Regions from separate parts of the Anas platyrhynchos genome. Here region 1 is linked to region 2. Evidence: chromatin contacts called from public Hi-C data. All regions are on one chromosome and are shown on one strand. The core of a region is the stretch at or near the end of the contact, and the rest is flanking DNA. Distances in the headings are between cores, read along the strand shown. Region 1 holds the start of FXN (frataxin). Region 2 overlaps TJP2 (tight junction protein 2).

Evidence for each region. A called contact is a pair of places that touch in the nucleus more often than the background predicts.
Region 1: a Hi-C map of subcutaneous adipose tissue shows a contact between it and region 2, with 4 times the contacts expected there. The contact joins the promoter of FXN here to the enhancer-like site in region 2. A contact is called at or near these places in 5 of 8 Hi-C or Micro-C datasets (F5 follicle, liver, skeletal muscle and 1 more).

Annotation. Positions count from the first base shown.
Region 1 is chrZ:37,558,582-37,564,660 of IASCAAS_PekinDuck_T2T, reverse strand. It overlaps FXN (frataxin), which reads left to right and starts at 3,908. Exons shown (of 5, transcript XM_027446906.3): 1 at 3,908-4,130; 2 at 4,560-4,639; 3 at 5,998-6,079. The coding sequence starts at 3,996. It overlaps PIP5K1B (phosphatidylinositol-4-phosphate 5-kinase type 1 beta), which reads left to right. Exons shown (of 15, transcript XM_027446911.3): 15 at 1-325.
Region 2 is chrZ:37,514,019-37,520,044 of IASCAAS_PekinDuck_T2T, reverse strand. The region is part of intron 3 of TJP2 (tight junction protein 2); the gene reads left to right. Among named protein-coding and RNA genes, the nearest start is that of TJP2, 30 kb to the left of the region's middle. Within about 2 kb of position 3,769, at least 2 of the 8 cell types and tissues checked have an H3K27ac peak or open chromatin away from gene starts, as enhancers often do.

The sequences.
Region 1 (6,079 bases), core at 2,659-5,158, 44 kb before region 2:
GAATATAATTAATTTCACATGTTTTTCACCCTTCAGTTGTAATCACTTAGATCCATGTCAGTGGAAATGGGAATTGATGCAAGGGTTAGGGTAAGCCTCTGCACATACTAGAAGAAAATGAACCTCTAAAGACATTTTCACTGTTGGTGAAAAGAAGAAAAGATGTTATTTATAACAAGGCCTTATGTTGTGTATATATATTGTCTTTGGAATATTTTCAACTTCAGTTTATTTCTTGTAAAAGAGAAATTATATAATTTATTTAGTAAATACTACTGTAAAGTATAGTTTAATTGATGAATAAAATATTTTGTTCTCAAGACTATCACAACTGTCAACATGCTTGTGGTCTGTACAGGACTTACTGTTCTGGCATGTCTCTACCTTGATGAGACAGCTTGAGAGGGACCTCAAGCGGTATACCAACCGCTCCGTAACGGTGCGTCTGTATTTATCTCCTACCAGCTCTTTAATGCAGAGTGGAATCTTAACATTAAGCGGAAAAAGCAAAGGAATGCACTCAGTAGGCGTTGCTTCATAACAGTTTTTCATATTTTTCAGTATAAGCGATTGTTACAAGATAAATATAAAATCTATTCTGGTTTCCTTAATTTCCCTAGCAGCTGAGAGACGATCACAAACACTGGTGATCATCAATCCAAGACTTGATGCAGTAGTGTTTTTAAAGAAAACTACATAGCAGTCACTTTCAAAGACTGTGGAAGTAACTGATAATAACATTTATTGTAGGAATAAGTACTATTAAACCTGCTGTATTGCCAAAACCAGAATTCAGCACTTCAATCCTTAGAATTATGTTTTGTACCTCTGAAGAATTTTTAATTTAAGATGTTGGACTTTTTTTTTTCTTTTACATTGATACTATCTCAAACCTTAACAGGGAGGGGTTTATTACTCTTCTATCATGCACAGAACACAGAAACGTAGAGGTCAAATGATGATTTTCTTTGCCAAATATGTAGAGTCTCTGGATTAACCTAGAGCCTATGTCCCATGGTTACACCCTTTGCAGGCTTTAAAATTAGATTGCTTAATCTTAGCAAGATAATTCTGCAGCATTCCTCTTCGAAATGCAAGGGACAAATCTGCATGCCCTAAGGGAAAAAAAAATTGTACATCCACATAAAGTGTCTGCTCAACTATGCACAGTGTATAGTATATTTAAAAGGCATCCATGTGAAAAGTAGGTATTTCTGATCAGTTTTATTGGGGGGGGGGGGGAATGAAGTGCTGAGTTTAAGCACCAGACTAACTTCCAGAAGGCAAATATATGTCATTTTTTCCCCAATTATCTAGCAAGCTGTAGTGTCCAAATCATTTGTCCTTTGAAAGACTCCTAAGGACACACAGCTTAAATGCAACCATTCTGACCCAAAACAGAAAGTCTGTATTCCTGTACTAAATGATTCAGAGCATGAGCTACCCTTTGTGTACAGTCTCTTTTAACAGTCATTTATAAATGAAAACAGTAATTTAATACTTGCGAAAATAAATCCTGTATAGACTGGAACCTGGGAAAACCTTCTCCAAAGCACACGGACTTAAAACCCCATGGTTGCACTGAGGGGAAAGAGGGTTTACAGCTAAGCAATGTTAATGATCAGTAACTTGGAATCCATTTCTTTCTCTAACACGTGAAATAGTGTAAAACTTTAAACACCAACAATTATAAAGGGCTTTTAGGATGTGTATGTTTAATGCCTGGATATTTGTTTTCTCTTCATTTTGCATTGGTAGCACTTTGATAAAAATTCAAAGATGTTTATCTATGAAGAGGATATGGCAATACATGTCAAGTAAAAATAAAATACGTACAGAAGGCATAGGCATAAATAGTCAGCTCCCTGGGGTGTTAAATTGATATATTGGACTATTTATCAAGGTCTAAACAGATGGAACTCACCACAGGGAGCAAAATTTGAAGAATGAGGGCACAAACGTGGTGCAGTGGTATCTGAATATTCTGGCTCTGTAAACTGCCCAGAAAGAAAAAGCACAGGTTGGTGCCTGCTTACTGATACATTGTGAATAACTCCAGATATGTGTATTTGGCCCTGTAACTTAATCATATAGTACTGAGAGGTTGAGCTTTGCCTTTACTAATAGCACTGAATAGTCATCCTCAGTTATTAAAAAAAAAAAAAAAAAAAAAAGAGTACTTTGTGACTTTGTGTCCTTGCAGTAGAATTCAGCAGTTTGAAAACACTAACTCCTATCCCCAGATCTGTTTTCCTGGTGCCTTTGCTTATGCTGCAGGTAAGTTCATTTCATATAACTTGATATTACTTGCCCAAACCCAGAACGCTAGGCAGTGGTAAAGGTCATATAAAAGAGGTCATGTGCTCCAGCTGTGCTACACAGAGGCCATTTGCTGACCCCTTTTTGCCAGGATGCATGCAGTAGCTCACAGATTGATACTGACTCTTTACAGACTGAAGGCACAAGGCCTGAGCTTGCAGCCACTTTGCATCTGGAAATGCTTGGCAGGTATTTTATGCCAGCCTAAAAAGGTACGGATAGCAACTTGCTGTGGTATGAACATTAATCTAAGGAACAAGGATCGTGACAAAAAACGTAATGAATCATTGGAGAAATCACATTCTTTGTACCCTTTCGAAGTTGTGGAAACAATCATCTCTGGTAGTAATGCACTGTGAAATTCATTACCGTGAACATTGTTGTCAATTTCTTGAGAGTTTCGAGACTAAGAATGCTAACAATGAAGAAAATGCTCCATCTACGCTAATTCATTGACTTGTTATTAACTTAGAAACAAGAGATGCACGTTTCCTACTGAGAGTTGCATGTAACCTTGGACCATTAAAGAAAAATCACTGAAACTACCTGGAAACTACCAGAAAATATAATGTTTTATAGAAATGGCAAACTAGATAGGATGCTGTATAGGAATGGCAAAGTATAAGCAGGCACTATCTTTTACTAAAATAAAAAAAAAAAGCATTCTTCCAGCTGCTTTACCCTCTCCCCACCAACGTATGAAAAAAGAACTGTTTGCTTTACTAACATATTTTTTGGACTGATAAAAGTTATTTCTCCCTGCAAGCTTTATCTCAACGTTTAGACCACTGTAGCTGCAAAAACACAAGTAGTTTCTTCCAGTAGTGATAAGCACGTGGGATCAGTCTTCAAGGAACAAGAGAGCATCTTGTGTCCAGATGACATATAAAAACTGCAGTGGCAGACTGCAACAAGGACGCATACAGTCCGAGAGAAGGCACTCGCAACAGAACAGCACTCAGGACACTGCTGGAAAGAGACGGGGTGGCGAAGCGAAGTTACCTGGTTTGGTAAAACCGCTTTCAACTACACACATCAAAAGTCTCAGTTGAAATGTGCACAGCCTACTTGAATTCTCTGGGTTTTGGGCTGAAAGAAAAACAAACAAACAAACAAACATAAAACACACCAAGTTTTGCTTTAACAAACAAACAAACAAACAAACAAACAAGAAACAAAAAAAAAAAACAAACAAACAAACAAACAAACAAAAAAAACAACCAACCAAAGAAACACACCAAGTTTTGCTGAAAAGCTGACGGCCTATTTCCTGAAGCATCGCAAGGTGCCAGCTGTTTACTCCAGTGAGTTTTAGACGTGTAAAAACGCAGCACACGGTAATCAAGCAGTAAGCGCCTGTTAGTTCTTATCTATCTCCATGGTAAGTCTTTTGCTTTTTATTTATTTTTGTTCTGTGTGTGTGTGTGTGTGTGTAAGTAACGCTTTCCACACCGCTCCCCAGCTCCACACCGCCCCGCCGGGCCGGCAGCCCGAGCCGGGGCAGCGCCTGTGGGCGCCGGGGCCGAGCCGCGCTGCGCTGCTCCCCGCGGCGCCGGCGGAGGGCGGTAGCGGCCTCGCGGCCTCCCGTTAGCCGCCGCCGGGCCGGGCCGGGCCGGGCCGGGCCGTGCGGTGCAGGCTCCTCCCCGGCCGCTTCCTCAGCGAGCGGCGGCGGCGGCATGTGGAGGCCGGCAGCGCTCTGCGCCGTGCGGGCGGCGCGGCGGGCGGCGGCGCGGCGGCGAAGCGCTGGCCCCGGGGGCGCCCCGCTGGAGCGGGCCGGGGCCGCGGCCGCCGCCACCGTCCGCGGCCGGGCGGTGAGTGCGGGGCCGGGAGGGGGGCGGGAGGGGAGCGGGGCGGCCTCGGGCCTGCCCCGCGGCCGGGGGGGCTCCTCCGGCACCGCGGGGTTGGAGCCCGGGGGGGAGCCCGAGTGTGGCTCGGGCCTCCTCTGTCATTTTGTGTTACAGCGAAAAAAATAGCTCTCCATTCTATATCTATATTTATTTTTATTTTTTTTCTCACTCGCTTGTAACAGAAAACAAGGATGTTACTGATGGACTCAGTCATGCAAGGGACTAAAGCTGCATAATTCTTCCGGTATTAGCTCTGTAATACAGAATATAAATATTTTACTTGAGGACGGCGAGGTCTTCAAATCTGTTCAGTTTGTGTGACCACTACATGATTCATGCTCCTCGCGTTTTAACGTTTAATTCCCTTTTACTGACATTTATTTTCGACAGCAGCTACAGTGTGCGTCGGAGCTGAAGAGCAGGGCGGTGCGGTTTGTGAGTGTGAGAAACGCAGGGACTCTGAGTGACAGAAGGTAAATGTTGTTCTGAGAATATTCCCAGACTATGTTATTCATATGAAAATATCGCCTGTGCCTTCTAAAACAATTGTAGATGTGGTGCAGCTATCAAACTAATATAATGTTGATACAATGATTCACAGGAAAAGTACAGTTCTAGGGAAAATCATTTTGTGTGTGTCTGGGAGGCTACACAGGGAACAACTCCTGTACCGAAAGGTGGGTGCCTGGCACCATCTCACATTGTCAGGGAACATGAAAATTGTGCCTTTCACAGGCAGGATGTGACAGGGTACCCGTGAGAGACTTCTCCCTGGATGATGCTGCAGTTGGAGGCCCAGTTAAATATTGTGCAGATGTCTAGAATGGTGCTTACCATTAGGTACCTGAATTGCATCCTGAATCAGTACGTGAGTCCTGCCTAATCCTCAGGCCTTCTGTTCTCTGGAACTGTAGGTATTTCTGTGGTATCCCTGAGGTAAGTGGTGTGGAGTGTGTTTTGGTAATTGACTAATAAGAAATGTTTTTAAAGAGTACATTCTACATCAGGTGAAATATACCGAGTCCCCGTAGATCACAGTAACTCCTGTTTTGCTGTATCTCTTAGCAAAACAAGTGATTTCACCAAATTGTCTGTTGGTAGAGATACCAACAGAATCTTTAAAACAATCTTTAAAAGCTGACACTGCTACAGTTTTTTAAGAAAAACTTCAGTGATTTGATAGCATTTCTAGACTTAAAGAGGATAACAGAAGCGGTTTCGTAAGTGTTGTAAGCCTTATGTAATGGCTACAAGGGTTCTTTGAGAAGCTGAAGAAGTTAATTGTAAAAGCATTAGTTCATGTGTGCATTTTAAATGATAACTAGTTGGTAATTCCAGGGGAGAAATCAAGTGCTGCATGTAGACATGACATTTGACATTGATGTTTCTAAATCTCTGCTTGTAGCTACATTTGGTTCCGTATAGTCAAATTACTTGTGCTTCTAAACGGGAGAGTCTTGTGTCTATCCATACAGTTTCAAACATTAACTATGGCTTCCTTTGTTCTTACAGAAGGTTCTTCTATGAAAATGCCTTATTTTGACACCTAACTCTATCTTCCTAATACTCATAGGTCACTATTATCTAAAAAAAGAAGTACATGGTCTTTAATTGGAGTTCTCTACTACACAAATTTTAAAATTCCACCTCCATTTATAAGGTGTGTTGTTACCTGCCTATATCACCTTTAAAAAAAAAAAAAAAGACTGCTTGTTTAATGTGATTGTTTCATGATTACTGTGTCCTCCACGGTCTTGGTATTTTTCATTATATGGAAAATTCTGCCTTCCATGTCTTCCTTCCTAATTATGTGATCTTATGTTGTTCGTAGCTCTTTAGATGAGACCACTTATGAAAAACTGGCTGAAGAAACACTGGACTCCTTAGCAGATTTCTTTGAGGACCTAACCGAT
Region 2 (6,026 bases), core at 2,520-5,019:
TCAAAACTTCTGTACTATACAGAACCTTATTCAAGTTTATTTCTGCCAGACAAGAAAAGAAAGCTAATGTAGCCGTATATAATTGTACTGCCACAGGAACGCTTCAACAAAAGCAAAATGCTTGTAAGAATATGGTGTATCACTTTCATATTAATAGTTAGAACAAAGGAAACTAGAAAACTTAACAGGGAAAGAAAATCTAATGTGGTTTGGGACTGAGCTCAAGAGCTAACAATTGTACAATTGTTTGAATTGTCTCGCATTATGACTGGATAATTAAATATAAATGCTGACCTGATTGGATTGTATCCCAGCAATGCATCGATCTTTTAAAAAACAAGTTACATGAAGCAGCGGGGCAATAACCAGGTTGTTTTTCTCAAATTTGGGAGTTTTATTGGATAACTAATGACATTCGTGCAATCAGAGTCTATCAGGGTCATGGAATAGCAGAAACACATTTTTGCAGCAGTAGTTGCTCGATGCTAGAATTGGTTGCTTCTAGGCCTTGACTTCCTGTTCTGACATGGGTGCCAGGAGGAGAAGCATTCAGAAACAATAGCAGTAGAAGGTGCAGCACTGAAGTCGAGTAAGAACTGGAAATTGTATCCATCCACAGGATGGATATATTTGGTTTTTGTTTCTTTCAAATTTTTAAGATGCAAGTGTAAAATGTATGCTTTGGCTGCACAGAGTGGCTGATTCTGAAGTGGGACACTGGAGTAATAGCAGCTGTACTTACATTTTTCAGATAAGCTAATAAAAAGACATTTAAGTTACCTCATTTAAGTTGAGTTTTACCTCCCTGTCCCACAGGTGTATCAGTACAGTTTTTTTATGGTTGCCAAGAAAAAAGTGTCTTGCTGAACTCTCCTTGTGCCCAAACTGCTACTGCATTTTGTTTCTCAGACTTTGTTTGCGTGAGGGTCTTAAAGAGCAGAAAGTATAGCAACAACGTGAACAGAAATAAATGCTTTAGGTTTTATGGTTAAAGTGAGTAGAAGTGATGAAGTCAGACAACCTTTAAAGCTATTTGGGATTAGAGGGACCGTAAATTTAGCGACCTGTCATTACCTTCCTTGTAGCGTTCAGGAAAAAATGTGTACAGCACCTTATTCCATACGGTATTACACGTGAAAATCCAGGAAAACTTTGAAAAAAGAAACAGTGCGTACATGTGTGTGTATATTATATATACAGATATATACGTAAGCACACACACACACCCTGGAAAGTGAAAATAATTTATATGCTGCACACTCAAGAGCTATTGATCTAGCGGCCTTTTACCTAGGTTAGTTTTGATCTTCAACTGAAATTGCGCTATTTGCAGCTTCTTATGTCCTGAAGCATTTATTTTGAAAAGAGGTGGTGGGGAAAAGCACTTTATTGCAAGATTGAGCATGCACTGAGCTGAGAGGTGAGGCTTGTGCTTTCCCTTAGGACCCCTGCTGTGCCTGTGTAAGTGAATGTTCCAGGGCTCCTCTACTGGAGCAATGCTGCCATGTCCCAGAACACTAATGGAAAGCAATTTCTGTTGTTCTCTGAAACAATGTGAACAGAAGAAATAAAAAAGGGAAGAAAAAAAAAAACTCTGATGGAAAAAATGTTAGTTTCCAAAGTGCTACTTCTCAAGAGGCAGAAATTGCTTTCTGAAAAATGAAGAGAATAATACATTTTTGCTCTTCTTTTTTTCCCCTGGAAATGGGGTATGTTTTCTCAAAAATGGCAATTTTGTATTTGAATTGAAGCTGTTCCCTGTGCAAATTTTGAACAATTGGTTGTTTCCTGTTGGGGGAAGCACTAGAACAATTGCTGCATAATTTCAGTAGGGTAATAACAGAAGTGTTGTTGGGCAAAAGATACCTGAGGGGACTTGCTCCTGAAATAGATCTAAGCTGTATTTCTGAGGGTCTTTAAATTTTTGGTAGGTATGACCTGTGGATCTTGGAGCTGTATTCTGGTTGTAATCAGTTTTTTTCTTATTGAATGGACTTTTGTTTAGTTTGTAATGAGATACTGTGCTGTTCTTTGATGCATATGTATGTATCTAAGCTCAACAGAATTCATCTGTAACAAAAGCAATCTACTCTGCTCATCCTTTCCACTCCCTTCCAGCCTTTTTAGAACTTTTACATGTATGTTCTTGGTGTAGCATGTCAAGGTTGTAAACTGATCATGAGTTTACATCCCAAATTTGTTACAGTCTACTGGGAATATACCTCTTTTTGCCCTTCACATCATTATTTTCTTCATGGCAGTGCTAAATAAGGACTGCTCTTCATAGCACATTGTCAGAAGAGCTCAGGTAGCTGTTTTTGCATTTGTCCACTTCTAATAGTTACAGAGGGAGCAGTTGTTAAAAACATAGTTGTGCAATAAGTATTATAGTTTTAAAAACACCATATAATCCTATATACATGTAGCTTCTAGGTGCTGAATTGGAATGACTGTCATTCTTACTGGCAGAGATAACAAGTACTGTGGAATATAAGTGGACTTTAGAAAGTTCCTGTGTGTGTTTTGCTCGCCTTTTCCATTTTAATGACAAATTACAGCTTTGTCTGAGGTCCTTTGAGGTGTCCTCATTCTGCTGATGAGAAGTAGGAGCAGGCAAGTGTAAAGGTACTTAACTACTTCCATTCAGGTCAAATTACAATAAAGAATTCAGGCTAGAATAAAAAGCTTTACTCCAAAAACATGGCAGTGATTCTTTTTATTTTTAGTACTGAATGTAGTGTTTCTAACTTTATATAGAGAGTCATTTTGTATTGGTTCAAAGCTCTTGTTTAGAATTTTTCTGCTACTTATTCCCATGGGGTCTTGGTGGGATTGATAAGTAATGCGTATGGTTTATCTCTAGAGTATTGGATGTTTTTCCCTTTGGGGGGACGTCTATTTCCTTTATATAAACTGTGCGATTAATCCTGGAACTAGTTGTGGAAGAAAGTGACTTAATAAAGCTGAAATTTAAAAAAAAAAAAAAAAAAGGCATGTTTGTCTGATAATATAGAATGTGTGCTCCTAAAAATTGAGATTAAAGGAAAACAAAACAAAAACACTAATACCATGTCTTAACAGAATTATAGAATCACAGAATGGTTTGGGTTGGAAGGACCTTAAAGATCACCCAGTTCCAACCCCCTGCCATGGGCAGGGACACCTCCCACCAGACCAGGCTGCCCAAAGCCCCATCCAGCCTGGCTCTGAACACCTCCAGGGATGGGGCATCCACAGCTGCTCTGGGCAGCCTGTGTCAGTGCCTCACCACCTTCAGAGTAAATAACTTTTTCCTTATATCTAATCTAAACCTACTGTCTCTTATTTTAAAGCTATTCTATCACTACACTCCCTGACAGAGTCCCTCCCCAGCTTTCCTGTAGGTGGCCCCCCTTTAGGGACTGGAAGGCTGCTGTAAGTTCTCCCTGGAGTCTTCTCTTCTCCAGGCTGAAGAACTCCATCTCCCTCAGCCAGTCTTTGTAGGAGAGGTGCTCCGGCCCTTTGATCATCATGGTAGCCCTCCTCTGGGCTAGTTTTAACATGTCCATGTCCTCCTTGCACTGTGGGCCCCAGAGCTGAACACAGTGCTCCTGCTGGGGCCTCACCAGAGCAGAGGAGGGGAATCACTTCTCTCACCCTGCTGGCCACACTGCGTTTGTGTGGGTACGGATACACAGCCCAGGATACAGTAGGCTTTATGGGCTGTATGCACACGTGGTTGGCTCCTGTTGAGCTTCTCATCCAGCACCACCCTTGTGTCCTTCCCCTCAGGGCTGCTCTCAATCCTTTCTCTGCCCAACCTATATTTGTGCTTGGGATTGCCCCAGCTCAGGATAGGACCTTGCACTTGGCCTTGTTGAACTTCTTGAGTTCCAGAAGTTTCATGAGTTCAGAGGCCTACCTCTAAAGCCTGTCCAGGTGACTCTGGATGGCATCCCTTCCCTTCAGTGTTGACAGCACCTTGGGGTCACTGGCAAACCAGGTGAGGGTGCGCTCAATGCCCCTGTCCATGTCAACACCTTTCCTCATCAGATCCTCTGTCACCTGGGAAAGAATTTATCATTAATTCATTGCAGGAACCTCCTGGGTTGCCCATGCCCTGCTGTGCTGTCCCTCCAACAGGTGCCAGAGTGGTTGAAGTCCCCCGTGAGGACCAGGGCTTGTAAACATGAGGCTGCTTCTCTCTTCCTGTGGAGGGCCTCAGCTGCTTGGTTTTCCTGATCAGGTGGCCTGTAGCAGACCCCCACTAAATGTCACCTGTCCCTGCCCTCCCTTTAATCCTGGCCCACAGGCTCTGTCAGCTCCTCACCCATCCCCAGGCAGAGCTGCATGCACTCCAGCTGCTCCTTTTTTTTTTTTCTTTTTTTTTTTCCCCTGCCTGTCCTTCCTAAAGAGCCTGTATTCCTCCATTCCAACACTGCAGTCACAGAGCCGTCCCACCACTTCTGTGTAATGTCGGTGAGCTCATAGCCCTGCAGGCGTGCGTACACCTCTAACGCCTTGTTTACTCCCTGTACTACAGGTGTTAGCACAGAGATGTTTGAGTTGGGCCCCGATGAAGCTGGCTGGCGTGGCCGGAATTCCTTTGTGCCAGTCTTCAGGTGCTCTCCTGCTGGGCGATTCTTGTCATTTTGTAGTCTGAAATAAAAGTTTCAAGGTAGGATTTCAGCCTAGGAAGATATTGGACCTTTCTCAACGTTTCTTTTATTTATTTATACAGATTGTATCTATGAAAATCGCTCAAATGCCAAACTATTCTGAAAAATAATTTAAGATATTGTATAATAATGAATCCAGCTCTTCACAGAAATGGCCATTTTATGTGTGAAAGTGATAGTCTCAAGTTGCGAAGTAGGAACAACAGCCTTACTCAACTTTCTGTGCAGCAAGGGGGACTGCGTAGGCCTCTGTTACAGACAGCATCACCGCACCACCTAGTGGCTCTCCGGATTAATTGCGAGTCGTTCACTGAATCTGTGCTCAGTGTTTTCCCAACCTGCATGGATTGTCGACATTTTGAGGAAATAACTTGTCAGCTTGTCTTCTATGAGTTTCCTAAAGATGCTCGTTTCTAGAGGCAAAGAAACAGAAACCTTGGTGGGCCTGAGTAGAAGAAATCATCTTAAGAAAACAAGCAAACAAATGAACAAAAATATTTGGGGATTTTATTAGCTTTTTCTAAAGTCGCCTGAACAAAAAATGCTATTGGAAATTCTTAATTCTGCTCTTTCTTTCTCTCAAAATGGTTAGTCTGCTTTCTGAAAGTCTTCAATATAATGAAGTGAGTGTCAGGCTTTAAGTGTTAGGAAAACAAGTTTCCTATGCAGTATCGTTTTGGCATTGACAGATTAAAACAAAACAAAAAAAACGAAGTTCCATGAGAAACAGTTAATATTTTTTCCACATATGCATTATGAGACTCACATATGAGACTGCATATGAGACTGACATATGCATTGCACAATTATATGTACAACCTCCCTGGTTTTGTTTAGGAGTTTCTCTAATACATAATTAAAATCAATAAAACTATTCAGAGATTATGTGCTTTACTCAGTAATCCAGGAAAAGGATTTCTAATACCACATTCTGTAGTGGCTTTTTTGTAGCATCCAGGCTATTTGTTATCCCCTTTATTATAGGGAATTGAAGAGTAATTAAATACCTGCAGAACTCAAATCCTGTGTTTCTATTTTGATCTGACTTTAACTGTATCCAGGCAAAATTCTGCAAAAAAAATCTTTGAGCTGAAGATGCCATTTTGATTTCACCCCTGTGAACCACTCTAAGAGTTACAGCGCAGGGACTGCTATAATGGGCAGATTGTGTGATATCCTTCATTGCATTTAAGCTTCATATGTCACACACACACTGTGAGCTGGATTAAGTGATACAGTTTGAATTAAAAAGCAAACAACTTATCAGAGCTCTGGATCAGTGGAGATGTTGTGCATGTATGCAAGTTTTTTCCATCTCCTTTCACTTTTAAATAAATAATAGTAATTATGTACTAGAAGATCTGGAAC